Regions from separate parts of the Mus musculus genome. Here all the other regions are linked to region 5. Evidence: chromatin contacts called from public HiChIP or PLAC-seq and promoter capture Hi-C data. All regions are on one chromosome and are shown on one strand. Each heading gives the region's core, a stretch centred on a gene start, on an enhancer-like site or on the middle of the called end of the contact. The rest is flanking DNA. Distances are from core to core; before and after follow the strand shown.

Region 1 (3,312 bases), core at 696-3,195, 330 kb after region 5:
GTGCACAGAAAAAGTGTGACACACCTTGACAAGACATCGTAGAAGATTAATACCGGGGCCCTCATTAACATGTGCTCAAGTTTTGGTTTGGGGTCATGCACATGACCTTTCAGACTTTGTTGTCATATCCCTGTGGAAGTATCTTAGAAACAGAAATTAGTGAAGGTAAAAACTAACACTAAGTTGTCCTGTAAAAATTGTTTAAAAAATTACTCTTTTTTTTTTTGCCTTAATGTATGTATGTATGTATGTATGTATGTATGTATGTGTGTGTGTGTGCTAGGAGTGTGGACGGTGACCGCAGAAGTCTGAAGAGGGATTCGAATGCCCTGGAACAGGATATAGATGGTTATGAGCACCATGTGGGTGCTGGGAATTGAATCTGGATCCTCCGCAAGAGTTTCAAGTGCTCTTATTGCTGAGCCATCTTTCTGAGCTTCTAGTTCTTTTTTTTTTTTTTTTTTTTTTTTAAGATTTATTTATTTATTATATATGTAAGTACACTGTAGCTGTCTTCAGACGCACCAGAAGAGGGCATCAGATCTCATTACGGGTGGTTGTGAGCCACCATGTGGTTGCTGGGATTTGAACTTCGGACCTTCGAAAGAGCAGTCGGGTGCTCTTACCCACTGAGCCATCTCACCAGCCCGAGCTTCTAGTTCTTAATGCAATACCAAACTTAAGTTGGGTGTCCCTTTCACTTGTTTTCCACTCCTGGCTCCATTTCTTTTGGCACTGGGCAAATGGGGTTATAAAAGTCGCTCAGGCTGCCTTCGAACTCGGAGCAACCCTCCTGCCTGCATTTAGGAAGTACTGTCGTAAACCATCACGCCAGGCTTCGTTCCTCACGGTACTAGCTCTCGCTGTCTCTCTCTGATGAAAAAGCCTAATAGAGCGTTTCCGATGAAGAATGAATGGGTAGACACACACGTTGTAAGACCTCGTGCGTAAAAACGAGGTGTCACGGTTTCTCAACCGCGCCATTTCTAGTCCTGTCAAGGTGTTTCACTGCTGAGGATCCATGAGCCTCACAGAACCGCACGGCTGAGATAAACAGGGATTCAGGTTAAGACGCGCCCTGGGCTGTTCCATTCTCCCGAAGCCAGGTGGGGAGCGAGCCGCGGCGTTGCCAGCATCTGCTGACCCGCGGCCGTCTCCACCCTCAAAGTACCCGAAGGACAGGCAAACTTCACCGCTTCCCCTCGGGGGTGCGGGAGATCAGGAGGCGCCGCGCCGCGGCAGGGGACGGGGCGGGCCATCCGTCGCGGCTCCGGCCGAGTCTCCCGGAGCGCGGAGCCCGTAGGGGCGGGAGAGGCCGCGTACCCGCGACCCGCCCGCAGCCTCCGCCATCTTCCACTCACCCGCCTCCCCCCGCGGCGGCGGGCGGCGCGCTCCCCTTCCGGCCGCTGACAGAGATCCGGCTGGGCGGGGAGGGCGAGCGCGCACAGGGGGTGGACCGAGGGCGGGGAGGCCGGACGGAAGAGGAAAGGGAGGGCGGCCAGCGGCTCCGGCAGGGCGTGCGGCGTGTGTGCGGAGAGAGGCGGAGGGCGGGGGCAGCGAGGAGGGCGGAGGAATGAGTGCGCGAGGCGCCTCTCTTCGGCTCCTTCGCCTGGGCGGAAAGAGCCGAGCGCAGCCCGAGCGCTCCATTAAAATGGCGGCGGCGGCGGCGGTGGCCGCGGCGTCTGGTCGGTGGTGAAGTGACTCTGCTGCTTCTCTCCCCACCCACCCCTCCCTCTCCCCTCCCCCGTCCTTCCCCCTTCCCCCGCCGCCGGCGCCTAGGCGCCCCTGAGGCCTGCGCTCCCCTCGCCCCCCTCCTCGCCCCCGCCCGCTCCCGCTCCCGGGCCCGCCGGCCCCCTCCCCCACCCGCGGCTCCCCGCCCCGTCCTCGCCGCCGCCGCCCGCCCTCGTCGCTTCCCCGCCCCGCCGGCAGGCCGGCCCCCTCCCCTGCCTCCGTCCCCTCCCCCCCGCCGGTCGGGATCAGTCAGCGCGATCCTAAGCGGGGGAGGGGGGGGCGGCGGCCGAACGATGTGCGAGAACTGCGCAGACCTGGTGGAGGTGTTAAATGAAAGTAAGTCGCCGGGTAGGGGACCCGTCGGGGTGCACGGTTTGGGGGTCCCTGGGCTGTGCTCTCCCGCCTTGCCTGCCTTCCCGGCCTGCGGGCTGCGGCGACCGGGCCGGCCCGGCGTACGGGCCTGTGTGCCCGGGAAGGTGCGTGGTGGCGGCGGCCGTCGCGGCGCCTCGGGCCCAGGCCGCCGGGTTACCTGGGCGCCCGAGAGGCCGCGGCGCAGCCCCGGCCGGGTCCGGCTTGGGCGGTCTCGGAAAGTTTCCTCATTACAGGTGTCAATTAATGAAGGCACTAATGAGCCCTTCCGCCCCTTTCCCCCTTCGAGGAAGGTGTGGGGAGGTGGGGTCGGAGGACTAGGCTTTGCTCTGCAGTCCGAGCCTCAGGGCCGCCCTCTTTGATTTCCAGCGTGCTGGGGAGGCCTCGCTTACCTGCTAATTTTCGTTAAAGTCCGTGGGAGAAGGGTGGTGATTTTTCCATCCCTTGAGGGTGTGTGGGTGTATTCAATCCATCTGCCAGCCCTTAAATAGCAGAAATTGAACTGCAATAGTGATGATTGGAACCGTCTTACCTTAATTAAAAATAAAGGTGATAGTATTTCTTTAGTACCATTCGTCGTTTAAGTAGTAAAGTCTATTATAAGGAGATCTCTACCAACGACAACCACCCCGAGTTAGTCATGGTCTGTCTCTGAAAATGAGAGGCCTTACTCCTTATTCTTTATTATTGTATTACATATTTTATTTTTGGCCTTGCAAGATTGCATTTCTGCTTAAGAAACAGGGAATATTGCACGTCAGCCACTTGTGGGCCCAGAGGTGGTTTAGATGAAAAGATAATTTACACAAACTTGATTTGTGACAAATATTCATTTGAGGTATTGGAATTTATATTCAGTGTGATATTTTGACAGATTTCGAAACTACTTATTCCTTTTAATTCATTCATTTAAAAAGTCTATTTGTAGATTGTAATTCCCTTTTGGTTGCTTAATTTTTACTTTATTATGTGCTTGAGTTTCACTTTAATGGCTAAAAGGTTTATAATTTATTTTCAGCTATGTATTTAGTTCCTGACAGATTAAAGTAGGTGTTTTGTATATATTCAAACTACATTTTCCCATATCTGTGTCATCCTACATTTTCCTAGTATTTTATAAGGTTATTCCTATTTTGACATAAATTTCATTCTTGGTAGAAGTGATATGGTAAACATAGTTCCTTAGTACTTATTTCAGTAAAACATTTTGTA
Region 2 (3,447 bases), core at 725-3,224, 410 kb before region 5:
GGAAGATGTCCTGAAAAATACTACTTCACCAGCATGCAAGCACCATAGAATGCACCTATGCAAACTAAGACAGCCAGAGCGTCTTACAACCTTATGTCCTGAGGTGGGAGAACTGGGTAGAGAGAGAAGTCCAGAAGACCTTGCACAAAGCCTAACAAAATGAACATATTAAAACAACAACAAAACACATTGACAAAGAAGGCTGGAAAATCCTTGGCAAGACTGACTAAAACCAGCTATTGGTAAACGCAGCCATACAGCAGAGCGTCCAAAGGTGACCTGTGGCTCTGTAATACAGGAGATCCAGCAGCTAAGAGCACTTGCTGCTCTTGCAGGGGGTAAGCATTCAGTTCCTAGAACCTACAGAGCAGATCACAACAGTCTGCACACATGTAGGCAAAACATACATAAAATAAAAGTAAATCTTAAAGCAAAACAAAAAAAACTATGTTAATAACCAGGGAGATGGCCCGGGGGGAAAAGCCTAGTGACCTGAGCTCCATGCCCAGAAATCACCAAAGCTGGATGTGGTGGCACACACAATCCTAGCACTAGTGAAATGGGAGAGGACAGCTAGCCCAGAGTGCACTGCAAAGTCACAGAAACAAAAGGAGACACATAAGAGCCAACCCCAAAAGTGTCCTCTGACCAATAGACCTGTGTGCAAACATATTCGTATACCCGGGCACACACATGCACATATACAAATTTTTAAAATTTTTAAATACAAAAACAGATACCCCTGAGTACAGGTTTAAGATGCTAATCAGATATGTAAGTCATGAAATTATGCATAAAATTACAGGTGACAGAGTATGCATAAAAAAGTCCATGTTAAAAAGATGACCCAGGGGCTGGTGAGATGGCCCAGTGGGTTAGAGCACCTGACTGCTCTTCCGAAGGTGCAGAGTTCAAATCCCAGCAACCACATGGTGGCTCACAACCATCCGTAACAAGATCTGACCCCCTCTTCTGGAGTGTCTGAAGACAGCTACAATGTACTTACATATAATAAATAAATAAATAAATAAATCTTTAAAAAAAAAAAAAAAAAAAAAAAAAAGATGACCCAGAAAGCCCATACTGTGTGACATAAAAGCTTCCACTCTTATACCGTGGTGCCAACCCCTTTCTCTGCTCCAGTCTTCTTCCTTCTCCATCAGAGCACACTGTCATTTAATAAACTGCCTGTCTCTGCTCAGTTCTTTGAGGAAAGAACCTGAAACCCCTCCCTCCAGCCCTCCCAGTAGCAGCTGGCATCAGGATCTCTTTTGTATATGTCTGTCACTGGCTGAAATGGGGTTGTACAACACATGGCTGGTTGTATTATTGTTGTATTATGTTACTGTTGTGATTACAGTGACTTTTCCTGCTTTGCAAATGAGAAAACTGTATGAGGGGTGGTCTAAAAAGACCCAGAGTGCTATTTGAACTGGAATTCAAACTGAGATATTCAGTAGCTTGCCTATAGTTCTGTTCTACAGATTCATTGAAGTCCTTTGCCCTGGCAGACCCTGGACGTTCTAGGATGAGGAAGATGCTGTTACATCCTTATGAGACTTACAGCCAAAACTTAGAATGCAGAACAAATGAAAAGTGTTAGGTGGGGGTAACTCTGGGCTCCCCAGACCCACCCCTTTCCTATTTCAAACAGCCAAGAGGCCTGGAGCAAGAGGCCACTGGTGAAGCTGGGAAGCAGACAGGCTTTGCAATGAGTTGGCAACCACACCTGCCCCCCCACCTCCCTTAAAATAAAACTGATAGCTGGTTTTTATAAAGCAGAAATCCAGCAGATACAAGCTGAGAAGCCAGAGAAGACATGGGGCCAGCCAGCAGGGTGGGAAGAAGGCAGTTCTGAAAAAAGCTATTTGCATCCTCGCTGGCTCTGAGCCAGCTAAGCCGCCCATACACTGCCCTGTTTCTCCAGAAAGGGACTGAATTGGAACGCTGAGAATGAGAGAGTTGCTTGTTAGCACACAATCCCAGCTTCTTCAGTCCTCTGCAGCTCTACAAAGCCATGAATCAGGGCTTCTACATTTTTAAAGCTTAGATGAGAAGCTGCGGGTTCTCATCAGCATGTATGATAAAGGTTTACAAAATACCAGGCAAATAGTTTTTGAAATCAGTTTTTGGTCCTGGAGAAACAAGGAGACGCTCACTGATTCAGCAGTGCATGGATGAGGAAGCCACAGGGCTCAAATGTACAAGCTACTTAGTAATGAGAGAGAGAGAGAGACTATGTCTGTATGTCTGTGTGTCTGTGTGCATATGTATGCGTGTGTATGTGTATGTGTGTCTGTGTCTGTATATGTCTGTGTGCACACGAGCATGCATGTATGTCTGGGTCTGTGTGTGTCTGTGTGTGCATATGTGTGTCCTTGTGTGTGCGCACACAGGAATGCTTGAGTGTACTGTATATGCACATGTGTATACTGATGCATGAACCAGTATGCGCACTCAGCAAGGTCAGAGAAGGACATTAGGTGTCCTTATTCTTTGAAGACAGGATCTCTCACTCAACTTGAAGCTAAGTTAGTAACCAGCAAGCCTCAGGGGTGGTCCTATCTCCATCCTGTACAATGCTTAGGTAGGCTCCTGTGGCCACGCCAGGCTTATTATTATTTATTATTATTATTATCATTATTATCACTGGTACTAAAATGTGAACTCAGTTCTTCATGCTTGTCCAGTAAGCAATCTTACCCTCCTTTCATCCATTATAACATCTTAATGCAAATTTTTACTTGTTTTCTTTCCATTTCTGATTTTTGTTTATGAGGTTAACACACACATACACTTAGAGCGTTATTGTATGACTCCTTCTCACACAAAACTTCCACAAAGGGGTGTCTGGCTTATTTTGAAAACTTGAGTCTGTAAAGCTACAAAAACAGCTCCCTGGGCGGTAAAACAGCTCTTGCTGCATGAGATGGAATAAGCCCTTTTACAAATAAACCCAAACCAACAAATAGATTGAAAAATGAAACACACACACACACACACACTCCAAAAGCCTAAGACCTCTCAAGCCGCTGCCACAATGCTTCCTCCACTCGTGGAGGCCAAGCAACCAAGAGTTCACAAATTTCCTCACCAAAGATAAAAACACTTTGCTCTCAGCAAACCTAGCTATAGTTAATAACACACACAGTATCAGGCACAGATCTGAATACGTACATGCCAGGAAAGAGATTTTTATTATTTCAGTGGAGAACACTCCACCTTATGCTCTATTCAGGGACAAAAGCAAAGTTATGCAAGTGGAAAATACACTGGAAACAGTATCGGGCTCTCCTACAAAAACATTCCTGCCTTGTCATTTTGATCATTTGAGGCAAATGCTTAGGGGCTGGAACGTGAAGAATCAGACTCATCACTCATCCTGAGAGTAACCTGTCCCAAGTGTGTTTGACTTTAGTTCCTTTCCTGGAGGCCAAGCTGTTCTAG
Region 3 (3,161 bases), core at 480-2,979, 430 kb after region 5:
GTTCTTCATCAGGGCTGTGAAAGGAAAGTTTACTGTAGATTTCCTGTTCTAAAGCTCCCTTGTTTTCAAAATTAGTCCCTAGAGTTGTCATATTTATATTCTCCCCATTAACAATTTCAGCCAAGGAATGAAAATTTCCAACAAACATTAAGTTGGAACTCAGGACCTCAAGCTAAGACATTTTTTCCCTCCCCTCCCCTCCCCTCCCCTCCCCTCCCCTCCCCTCCCCTCCCCTCCCCTCCCCTCCCCTCCCCTCCCTTCCCCTCCCTTCCCCTCCCTTCCCCTCTCTTCTCTCTTTCCATTTCAAATGTTATCCCTGTTCCTGGTTTCCCCTCTGAAAAACACCCTCCCCATAGCTGTTCCTTATTTAGATTTTTGACACTGGGTCTCATATGAACCAGGCTGCTCTCAAATTCAGTATGTAGCTGAGGCTTACCTTGATTGAACTCTTTATCCTTCTGCATAGTCTTCTCTCCCCACACCCCACCTTCTTGACACACACCTCTAGACAGAATATTACTCGAAGACCCAACTTGCCCTTAAACTAAAACTCCTCCTCTTCAGCTCCCTGGATGCTGGGAATATATAGGCATACACCACAGCTTACAAAGCTTTGCCATATCTTTTATATATTGAATTTATGTAAGTATAGATGATCGTGTGCTTGTAGATCCTAGACCCAAAATACCACATATACAGAAGGACCACTTTATATTAGCTTAGTAAAATGATTGTCATTAGATCATTGTTGTTACTTACAGAATATTTCTTTGGTATTCAGCGCATTTCATTAACACTGGGAATTACAGTTATAGTAGTAGCAGTATAATAATAAATTCATTTATACTCTATGGAAAATACCAGGGTGTTAGGTTTTATCTTTTTTCCCCTTCTGCCATGCTGCCTTACTTGGGCAATGGATGAAAACTTGCTTTTTAAATGTGTTTTTGAAAGCATCCTTTTTCTAGTCTTTGTTTTATTTGCTCACCTTTTTCAACTTAAGTTTTATCAAATGATAACGGCAAAATTCAGGTTCATTAAAAATTGTGCTTTCCTTTAATCTCTTCACAAATAGGTCAGAATTTAACTTAGTGAGTTTTTGTTGTACATAGAATGATAATCTGCGAAGAAATAAGAAAGAGACGTGGAAATTATGAAACACGGATAAACTTCTATTTCAAAAGTTGCTTGGGAACAATGATCAGCTAATATAAAAAATGCCGAGGCGCTGGAATGATTGCAGAGCAGTTAAGAGCGCAGGCTGCTCTTACTGAGGTCCTGAGTTTGAACTCCCAGCACCGACATGGTGGCTCAGGACAATCTATAAAGGGATCTGATGCCCTCCTCTGGCCTGCAGGTGTACATGCAGCAGAGCTTTCATACATAAAAAACAAACAAAAAAAGAGAATGTTAATGAGAAGTTGAAAAATGCTACTTCCACCTAATCATTTTCTTGGATACATTTATCCTAAGAAACATAGTATTAAATTTTCAGACATTTTTAAAAGTAAGGGTAGGAAATTTTCGCAAAACAGTTTTTAAAATTGAAGTTAAATTTTTTATTTCTTCTGATCTATTGATAAAATAGTGTTCTTATTTTATGTAGAGTTTAAAATGTGAAGAACTTCATCTTCATGCAGAAAATCTTTCAAGGCGTGTCTGGGAGTTGCTGATGCTTCTTCCGACTTGTCCCAACATGCTGACGGCATTCCAGAATGTCTCAGACGAGCAGGTGAGCCCACCCGCAGGCTTTGTACTCTCCCAGCAGTGTTTGTGTACAGAGATAGATGGAGGCTAGAGGTCCTCTTTGGATACCACCACCACCACCATCATCATCCCTGCTACACACACACACACACACACACACACACACACACCTCTGCCCTCTCAATGGCAGTAATACAGACATGTGACAGCTATGCTCAACTTTTTCAAAGGGTACTTGGGATCCAACTTTATGTTTCTGAGGTAAATATGTTACTGATTGAGCTATCTCAGTAATCTCCTTTTGCTAATTTAATAGGAAAAAAGTGTCAATTTAAATATCATTTTTTTAAAAGTTATGTAACATAAGTAAAATGCAAGTGATCTTTTGTTAAATTGTCTTTAGAAAAATAGGAATTTGCCTTTTAAAAAAAGATTTTGTGTATTACATGTATGAGTGATTTGTTTGTATATATCTGTGCACCGTGTGCATGCCTGGCACTGCAGAAACCAGAAGAAGGTGTTGGTTCCCCTGGAACTAGAGTTGTGGATGACTGAACTGCCATTGGGTGCTAGGAATTGAATCTGAGTCCTCTTCAAGAGCAATAAGTACTTTTAATTACTGAGCCATCTCTCCAGCCCCAGAGTAGTGCTTTTATTGATAAGGTTTTTAAAAACTTGTATGTTTTGAATATTTCTTTTTGACAGCAAAACTAGGAAAATTGAGATAAATATAATGTGATGATGAAGTAACAGCCATCAGACCTTGTTTTAGGTTGTTATACAGATCCAATGACAGAATTGTAAAAACAAGGCAACAGAATTTAATACATAGTTAATGTTTCTTCTATAATATCAGATTACGTATAGAAAGTGTTGGATATCATTGTAAATGCCTTTACAGTGAAAGATTACATTACAAAGAGATTTATGCTATTTTCTTTCAATGCTAAGTTCTTGAGAGTACATGTATGTACGTGAGTGAGGTCCCTATGGAGGCAGAAGAGGGTGTTGCATCCCCAGGAGTGGTAGTTACAAGTAGTTTTTAGCCACTCTACATTGATGCTGGGAACCATAACACGAGCCATATATATTCTTAACCTCTTAGTCATCTTTCCATCCCCTCTTTGAGGTAGGAAACATTAGCTACCCTCCTTTGGAGGCAGGGACTGACTATGTAGCCCTGGTTGGCATGGAAATCATCATATATCCTAGGTTGTCCTTGAACTAAAAAAAGATCTGCCTTCCTTTGCCAAGCCCTGAGATAAAAGGTGTGTGCCTCCACACCTAGCCCAAGAATGCTTTTTTTTTTTTTTTTAAGATTTATTTATTTATTTATTACATGTAAGTACACTGTAGCTGTCTTCAGACACACTAAGAGAGGGCGTCACAACTCATTACAGGTGGTTGCTGGGATTTGAACTCAGGACCTTTTGGAAGAGCAGTCAGTGCTCTTA
Region 4 (3,062 bases), core at 321-2,820, 490 kb before region 5:
TATATCTATAGCACACAGTATGCTTCATTTTTAGCAGACAAATCATTTTGAAGGCAAATTCCTTGATGAAATTCTATGTGTGGGTTCTTGTGGGTTCTTCCCAAGATATCTCTCTTCTGCCAGCTTTCTTCCCAAGGTGACCCCACAGGTCTGCTTGACAGAAAGTCTTCCCCAGCAGTTTAGGAACAGTGCCTCCTCAACATGGATGCACACCATCACCAGCCCTGTCCTGAGTGTTCCAGAGCAGACCGGATGTGGATTCGCTTCACTTGCATCTCATCCAGGAACCTAAAGTTTTTCTTCTTTGATGTCCTAGAACTGACATCAAAGGAGTCCTCTTTTCCCCATCACCTCTGAGAGTCAGGCAGGCAGTCACTAGGGTAGGATTTGGCCAACACCAGGATAGTCCCTTTTATAGTTAAAGTCATAAAGCAGAGGTGTCAAGTCAGTGGGAGTTGAGGAGCCATCTGGACCCTCATACCAGTGTTTATTGTGAGGATTAAAAGCATAAGGTACTGTAAAAATGGGAAACCTCAAACAAATGGGAGGAATTATGATAATCCAGATCTATAAAAGTAAACAAAGAAACAAACAGCACTGGTGATTTGCTCAACAGCTCTGTGAAGTTAAAGCCTGAAGATGTTTTCCTTGAAAGTCACAGAGGGAATTAAAGAGGCATCTGGTGAGTAACAAAAAGGGAAGGGCCCAAGAAACAGAAAACTCTGCTTCTCTCCACAGCCTCTAGCTCTCTGCACTGCTTCTGTGAGAACGTGGTGGGATCACGGCCTGCCATTTAGAAACTGACATTTCCTTACCTTCGAGTTTTCAGACCTCAAAAGTTCTGACAAATACTGGTGAAAGCATAGAATAGTACCATATCATTCAAATTTGAGCCAGTTTTCCACCCTAAGTGCCAACTTTTAAATAAAGTTTGTCCTTCCCAAAGCCTTTAAAAGAACCAGCATCCCTTTTACTTGGGAATATAAGAAAATAAAACTCAACTGACTTGCTATAACCAAGCAATTTGAAATCCTAGTTGCATCTTGAAAGATCAAAAAATCATTTTCCTGCCATACCCCCTCACCCTCTCCCAGCTACCCCAACCCCAGTGCCTGTGTGACTTGAGAGAAGCTTGCAGGCAATAAAGAAAGGCTTCAGAAGTTAAAGCCAGGCTCTGTTACCCTGGCTACTCCAGTAGGGCATGGTGCCAAGGAGACTCTGAGAAATCACAATTTAACACACAAGGTCCTTTTTTACTCCAGACTTACATGTAAGTGTGTTCACTATTTCATTAACTGTTAACTAAATATTACATTTCAAACACTAGTTCCTTCCATTTTCTTTGTTATTGGAGCTCAAAAAACAATACCCCAAAGTAAATACCTAGGGAGTAGGTCTCTGAAATAGTGGTCTTTCTCTCTGACTGTTTCCTCTGTTTCTCTCTCCTCCCCTTTCTTTCTTCCAAGAAAAACCATAGTAATAGTTTCCTGCTGAAAGACTACACTTCCCAGCTTCCCTAAGGACTATAGAAATCATTTCCACTCTACAAGGTTGCATCACATCTTTCCCTCTAGGCATTTTGGCCATCTGCATGCACATGTGAACAAAACAAAACAAAACAAAAAACCCAGTCCTGCTAAGGTCAGATCCCGCCTCTCTTTCCTTCTGCCTTCCATCACTCTAGAGCTGCCATTGGCAATCTAACATAGACATTAAAATTTCTCTTCCCCAAGGCAGAAAACCCAACTTGGAACCCTTTCCCCCAAAGTAAGGTCTAAAAACTAAGCCTGTTTCCTGCCTTTAGTATGGCAGAAGTCATAAGAAAAGTCTGTGATTTCTTTACCGCATAGTGATTTCTTTACCGCATAGTGAATCACACAGTTCTCATTTCATCAGGCTTCCTGCCCACACCCAGAAAGCTCTGGACAGATGGGCCTTGCTGCATTTGCACATTCTGTCTGTTAGCATGACGCCACACACCTATTGACCACTCACAGTTCTACATGGTTGTTTGTGGGGAGCTTTGGGGGGCCACTTGGCAGGAATCTGACATTGGCCAAGGACAAGAAAATGGGTTTCAGGCAGGAACCTGGCCTTAGGCCATGACAAGGAAGTAAACTCAGGCAGGAATCTTGATTTTAGGCTAGAACAAAGAAGTAGACCTCAGGCAAGGATGTGATTTTGGTCTTGGACAAGGAAGTAGACTCAGACACCTTGGTCATCCTGACAAGCCCTTAGAAACGGTGATCTTAGGAGTGACCACGGGACTTTGCTTATTGCCTTGTTTGTCCCTTGACTATTTGTGTTTATTGTACTGTTTGCCCTTGTTGCTTGCATGTAACTAAAACGGTATAAAAGTGGATTGGGGAAAAATAAACATGCCTTCAGTCTCAGAATTGACTGAGGCCATGCTGCAGTATTGTCAAATTGTCTCTTTCTTTTCTTTTCTTTTAATTAGGTATTTTCTTCATTTACATTTCCAATACTATCCTAAAAGTCCCCCATGCCCTCCCCCCACACTCCCCTACCCACCCACTCCGACTTCTTGGCCCTGGTGTTCCCCTGTACTGAGGCATATAAAGTTTGCAAGACCAATGGGCCTCTCTTTCCACTGATGGCCGACTAGGCCATCTTCTGCTACATATGCAGCTAGAGACACGAGCTCCAGGGAGTACTGGTGAGTTCATATTGTTGTTCCACCTACAGGGTTGCAGATCCCTTTAGCTCTTTGGGTAATTTCTCTAGCTCCTCCATTGGGGGCCCTGTGATCCCTCCAATAGCTGACTGTGAGCATCCACTTCTGTGTTTGTTGGCCCCAGCATAAACTCACAAGAGACAGCTATATCAGGGTCCTTTCAGCAAAATCTTGCTAGTGTATGCAAAGAGACATTAGATACAATTTGCAAAACCCATGTCTCTTTCTTTTCAATCCTTGCTCCTGCACTGGAGAACCTGTTGACTGACTCAGCAGGCTCCATCAGGTGGTGCCTCAATGATGGAGCTCCAGTAAGCAGGGTACAGAGAAGGACACAGTGGGAAGAGGAAATGTGAGCAGAAGAAAA
Region 5 (3,273 bases), core at 57-2,556:
GCTGGACAGTCTCCCCAGGATCCTGACCCTCAAATCAGAGACTTCTGTAAGACTGGACCTGACCTCCAGCTAAGATACATCACACAGGTGAGCACCTTGGGGATAAAGACTTAGGACCATATTTAGAAATTTAAAGTGTGAACCTTGTATGATGACCCTCAGCATAAAATATAACTTTTGCTATACACAGGTATCTACCTTCTTTCTTGTGACACAGAGGCAGGCAGAGCTTTCTTCTTAGTTAGGGTTTTACTGCTGTGAATAGACACCATGACCAAGGCAAGTCTTATAAAGGACAACATTTAACTAGGGCTGGCTTACAGATTCAGAGGTTCAGTCCATTACCATCAAGGCAGGAACACGGTAGCACACAGGCATGGTGCAGGAAGAGCTGAGAGTCTGACATCTTCATCTGAAAGCTGCTAGAAGACTAGCTTCCAGGCATCTAGGATGTGGGTCTTAAAGCCAATGACACACTTACTCCAGCAAGGCCACAGCTTCTAACAGTGCCACTCCCTATACAAACCATCACATTCTACTCCCTGGCCCCTATAGGCTTGTGCAAGCATAAGAGCCTATGGGGATCATACCTAAACATAGCATGATGCAAGGCCAGTCTAGTCTACAGAGCAAGTTCCAGGACAGCCACAGCTACACAGTAAAACCCTTGTCTCTGAAAAAACAAACAAACAAACAAACAAAAATAAAAGATTTTTTTCTTGGCTTAAACACTTGTCTGAGCAGTCTTCTCTGGTGAATACCCCACAAAACTACATTACAGAACAAATGAAAGGAATGTGTTTGCAAAAAACAAAACACATTCAATTTTTTATTCCCTTGGTTTTTCGAGACAGGGTTTCTCTGTGTAGCCCTGGCTGTCCTGGAACTCACACTGTAGACCAGGCTGGCCTCGAACTCAGAAATCCGCCTGCCTTTGCCTCCCGAGTGCTGGGATTAAAGGCGTGCGACACCACACCAGGCCCACATTCAATATTTAAAAAACAAAACAACAACAAAACCAAAACCCCTTACTTTCCACAAGAGTGAGGAGCTGAAGCCAGAAAAACGGTTTACCTGGTAAAGCCCTTGACAAACAAATATAAGAACTTAATTTCTATTCCCAGCACCCACATAAACAAGCCCGGGAAGGTGAGCTGCCAGCACCGGCATGGAGGGGTGCCCTGCAGTGAGACAAGCCTGCCCCGGCTCAGGGCTGAGCATTCTTACTGCAGGAGCACTCCCACTGCAGGGGGCGGAGACAAAAAAAGCAGTAAATCGTACTGCGCAGGCCTGCCTTTCCCGGAGTAAAGACGTAACTGCAGATTACAGGGTAACTGCGCAGATCAGACATACTGCGGATAACTGCAGATACCTGGATGACTGCGCAGGCGGACCGTACTGCAGATAACCACCCGCAACTGCGCAGGCCGGTCGGTAAGGCAGATAACCACTGTTCCAGCTGTACCATGGATAACCGGGTAACTACGTAGGCTGATCATACTACGGATAACCAGGTAACTGCGCAGGCCGGCCATGCCACGGAGGCTGGCCTTAAAGCGGATAACCGGGTAACTGCACAGGCCAGCTGTGCCATGCATAACCAGTAACTGCATAGGCTGGCCGTACCACAGATAACCACGGATACCTGGGTAACTGCGCAGGCAGGCCGTACTGCGGATAGCCAGGTAACTGCGCAGGCTGGCTGTACCACGGATAATCGCGGATAATTGGTAACTGCGGCCGCCCCACAGATAATTGGGTAACTGCGCAGGCAGGCCATACCACGGATAACTGGATAGACGGATAACTGCGCAAGCCGGCCATACCGGCCCGGCCGGGTAACTGCATGGGCAGGCCTATGTACTGCGGATAAACGGATAACCGGGTGACTGCCCAGGCAGGCCGTACTGCGGATAACTGGATAATCGGGTAACTGCGCAGACCATCCGTACCTCCGAAAACTGGGTAACTGCGCAGGCCTACCACGGATAAGTGGGTAACTGCGTGGGATAACTGGATAATCGGGTCACTGCGCAGGCAGGCTGTGCCACGGATAACCGGACAACCGGGTAACTGCACGGATAGGCTTTATCACGGGTAACTGGATAACCGGGTAATTGCGCAGGCTGGCAGTACCACGGATAACCGGATAACTGCGCAGGCAGGCCTACGTACTGCGGATAACCGAGTGACTGCGCAGGTAGGCGGTACAGCCCACATTCCAACGCAAACACTGGCCTTCGACTGCGCATGCGCACATTCAACTACTGGTTGCTGCATTGCGCAAACACGCCGGTGACTCAGCTGGTTCAAGCTTTCTAGGCTGGTGGAAAGGAAAGTCAACTGGGCTGAATGGTGCCACCCTGAAGTTGCTGTCCAGGAAGGTAACGAACATTAAACAGCAGAACAACTTAGCAGCGGGCGACATTTTCAATCCACAGCGTGAGAAAAAGAGATTATCGCGAGATCCGGGAAGAGCCCCCCCCCCCCCCCCCCCCCCCCCCCCCCCCCCCCCCGCTCTGCGGTAAAATGGCATCACGGCAGACCGCGATTCCTGAGAAACTCAGCCGAAAACAATACAAGGCGGCAATGAAGAAGGAGAAACGCAAGAAACGTCGGCAGAAAATGGCTCGGCTGAGAGCTCTGGAAGCCCCACCAGAGGAGGACGATGATGTTTCTGCTAACGAAGAACTTGCAGAGCGATTACTGGAGATAGAGCGGCAAAGATTACATGAAGAGTGGCTGCTGAGGGAGGAGAAGGCGCAAGAAGAATTCAGAATAAAGAAGAAAAAGGAAGAGGCCGCTAGAAAACAGAAGGAAGAACAGGAGAGACAAATAAAGGCCGAGTGGGAAGAACAACAGAAAAAACAGAGAGAGGAGGAGGAGCAGAAGCTACAGGAGAAGAGAGAGAGGGAGGAAGCGGTGCAGAAAATGCTGGACCAGGCTGAAAATGAGCGCATTTGGCAGAACCCGGAACCACCCAAGGATTTAAGGCTGGAGAAATATCGACCCAGTTGTCCCTTCTACAATAAAACGGGAGCGTGCAGATTTGGTAACAGATGTTCACGGAAACACGACTTTCCCACGTCAAGTCCCACCCTTCTTGTGAAGAGTATGTTTACAACGTTTGGAATGGAGCAGTGCAGAAGGGATGACTATGACTCAGACGCAAACCTGGAGTACAGTGAGGAGGAGACCTACCAGCAGTTCTTGGATTTCTACCATGACGTGCTGCCGGAGTTCAAGAACGTGGGAAAGGTGATTCAGTTCAAA

The links. Promoter capture Hi-C pulls out the DNA fragments that hold promoters and counts their contacts. HiChIP or PLAC-seq counts read pairs in DNA pulled down with a chosen protein or histone mark.
Region 1: an H3K4me3 HiChIP or PLAC-seq map of the SCID.adh cell line shows a contact between it and region 5, with 15 read pairs. The contact joins the promoter of Usp34 here to the promoter of Zrsr1 in region 5. A contact is called at or near these places in 6 of 39 promoter capture datasets (cranial neural crest, frontonasal cranial neural crest, liver and 3 more), 1 of 484 Hi-C or Micro-C datasets (embryonic stem cells), 20 of 115 datasets of contacts at active chromatin or transcription factors (the 230-238 cell line, the SCID.adh cell line, embryonic basal ganglia and 14 more) and 3 of 9 other capture datasets (adipose tissue, liver and pancreatic islet).
Region 2: a contact with region 5 is called in a promoter capture Hi-C map of hippocampal neurons, with 3 times the contacts expected there. The contact joins the enhancer-like site here to the promoter of Zrsr1 in region 5. A contact is called at or near these places in 7 of 39 promoter capture datasets (the 3T3-L1 cell line, 3T3-L1-derived adipocytes, embryonic stem cells and 3 more), 1 of 15 datasets of contacts at CTCF or cohesin (large pre-B cells), 5 of 115 datasets of contacts at active chromatin or transcription factors (embryonic stem cells and large pre-B cells) and 3 of 9 other capture datasets (adipose tissue, embryonic stem cells and liver).
Region 3: a contact with region 5 is called in an H3K4me3 HiChIP or PLAC-seq map of embryonic stem cells, with 8 read pairs. The contact joins the enhancer-like site here to the promoter of Zrsr1 in region 5. A contact is called at or near these places in 17 of 39 promoter capture datasets (the 3T3-L1 cell line, 3T3-L1-derived adipocytes, the HPC-7 cell line and 12 more) and 6 of 115 datasets of contacts at active chromatin or transcription factors (astrocytes, embryonic basal ganglia, embryonic stem cells and 2 more).
Region 4: a contact with region 5 is called in a promoter capture Hi-C map of trophoblast stem cells, with 6 times the contacts expected there. The contact joins the enhancer-like site here to the promoter of Zrsr1 in region 5. A contact is called at or near these places in 6 of 39 promoter capture datasets (the 3T3-L1 cell line, 3T3-L1-derived adipocytes, cranial neural crest and 3 more) and 1 of 115 datasets of contacts at active chromatin or transcription factors (large pre-B cells).

The regions. Positions count from the first base shown.
Region 1 is chr11:23,304,950-23,308,261 of GRCm38.p6, forward strand. It overlaps Usp34 (ubiquitin specific peptidase 34), which reads left to right and starts at 1,946. Exons shown (of 80, transcript NM_001190401.2): 1 at 1,946-2,067. The coding sequence starts at 2,025.
Region 2 is chr11:22,559,062-22,562,508 of GRCm38.p6, forward strand. All of the region lies in intron 1 of Gm51939 (a long non-coding RNA gene), which reads right to left. Among named protein-coding and RNA genes, the nearest start is that of Gm51939, 24 kb to the right of the region's middle. Within about 2 kb of position 1,975, at least 77 of the 459 cell types and tissues checked have an H3K27ac peak or open chromatin away from gene starts, as enhancers often do. A contact at or near this core is called in hippocampal neurons, where this site is marked.
Region 3 is chr11:23,399,847-23,403,007 of GRCm38.p6, forward strand. Usp34 (ubiquitin specific peptidase 34) reads left to right here. Exons shown (of 80, transcript NM_001190401.2): 30 at 1,607-1,732. Among named protein-coding and RNA genes, the nearest start is that of Gm22753, 78 kb to the right of the region's middle. Within about 2 kb of position 1,730, at least 7 of the 459 cell types and tissues checked have an H3K27ac peak or open chromatin away from gene starts, as enhancers often do. A contact at or near this core is called in embryonic stem cells, where this site is marked.
Region 4 is chr11:22,480,666-22,483,727 of GRCm38.p6, forward strand. No RefSeq gene overlaps it. Among named protein-coding and RNA genes, the nearest start is that of Gm46274, 27 kb to the right of the region's middle. Within about 2 kb of position 1,571, at least 45 of the 459 cell types and tissues checked have an H3K27ac peak or open chromatin away from gene starts, as enhancers often do. A contact at or near this core is called in 3T3-L1-derived adipocytes and trophoblast stem cells, where this site is marked.
Region 5 is chr11:22,970,699-22,973,971 of GRCm38.p6, forward strand. Zrsr1 (zinc finger (CCCH type), RNA binding motif and serine/arginine rich 1) reads left to right here and starts at 1,307. Exons shown (of 1, transcript NM_011663.3): 1 at 1,307-3,273. The coding sequence starts at 2,530. All of the region lies in intron 1 of Commd1 (COMM domain containing 1), which reads right to left.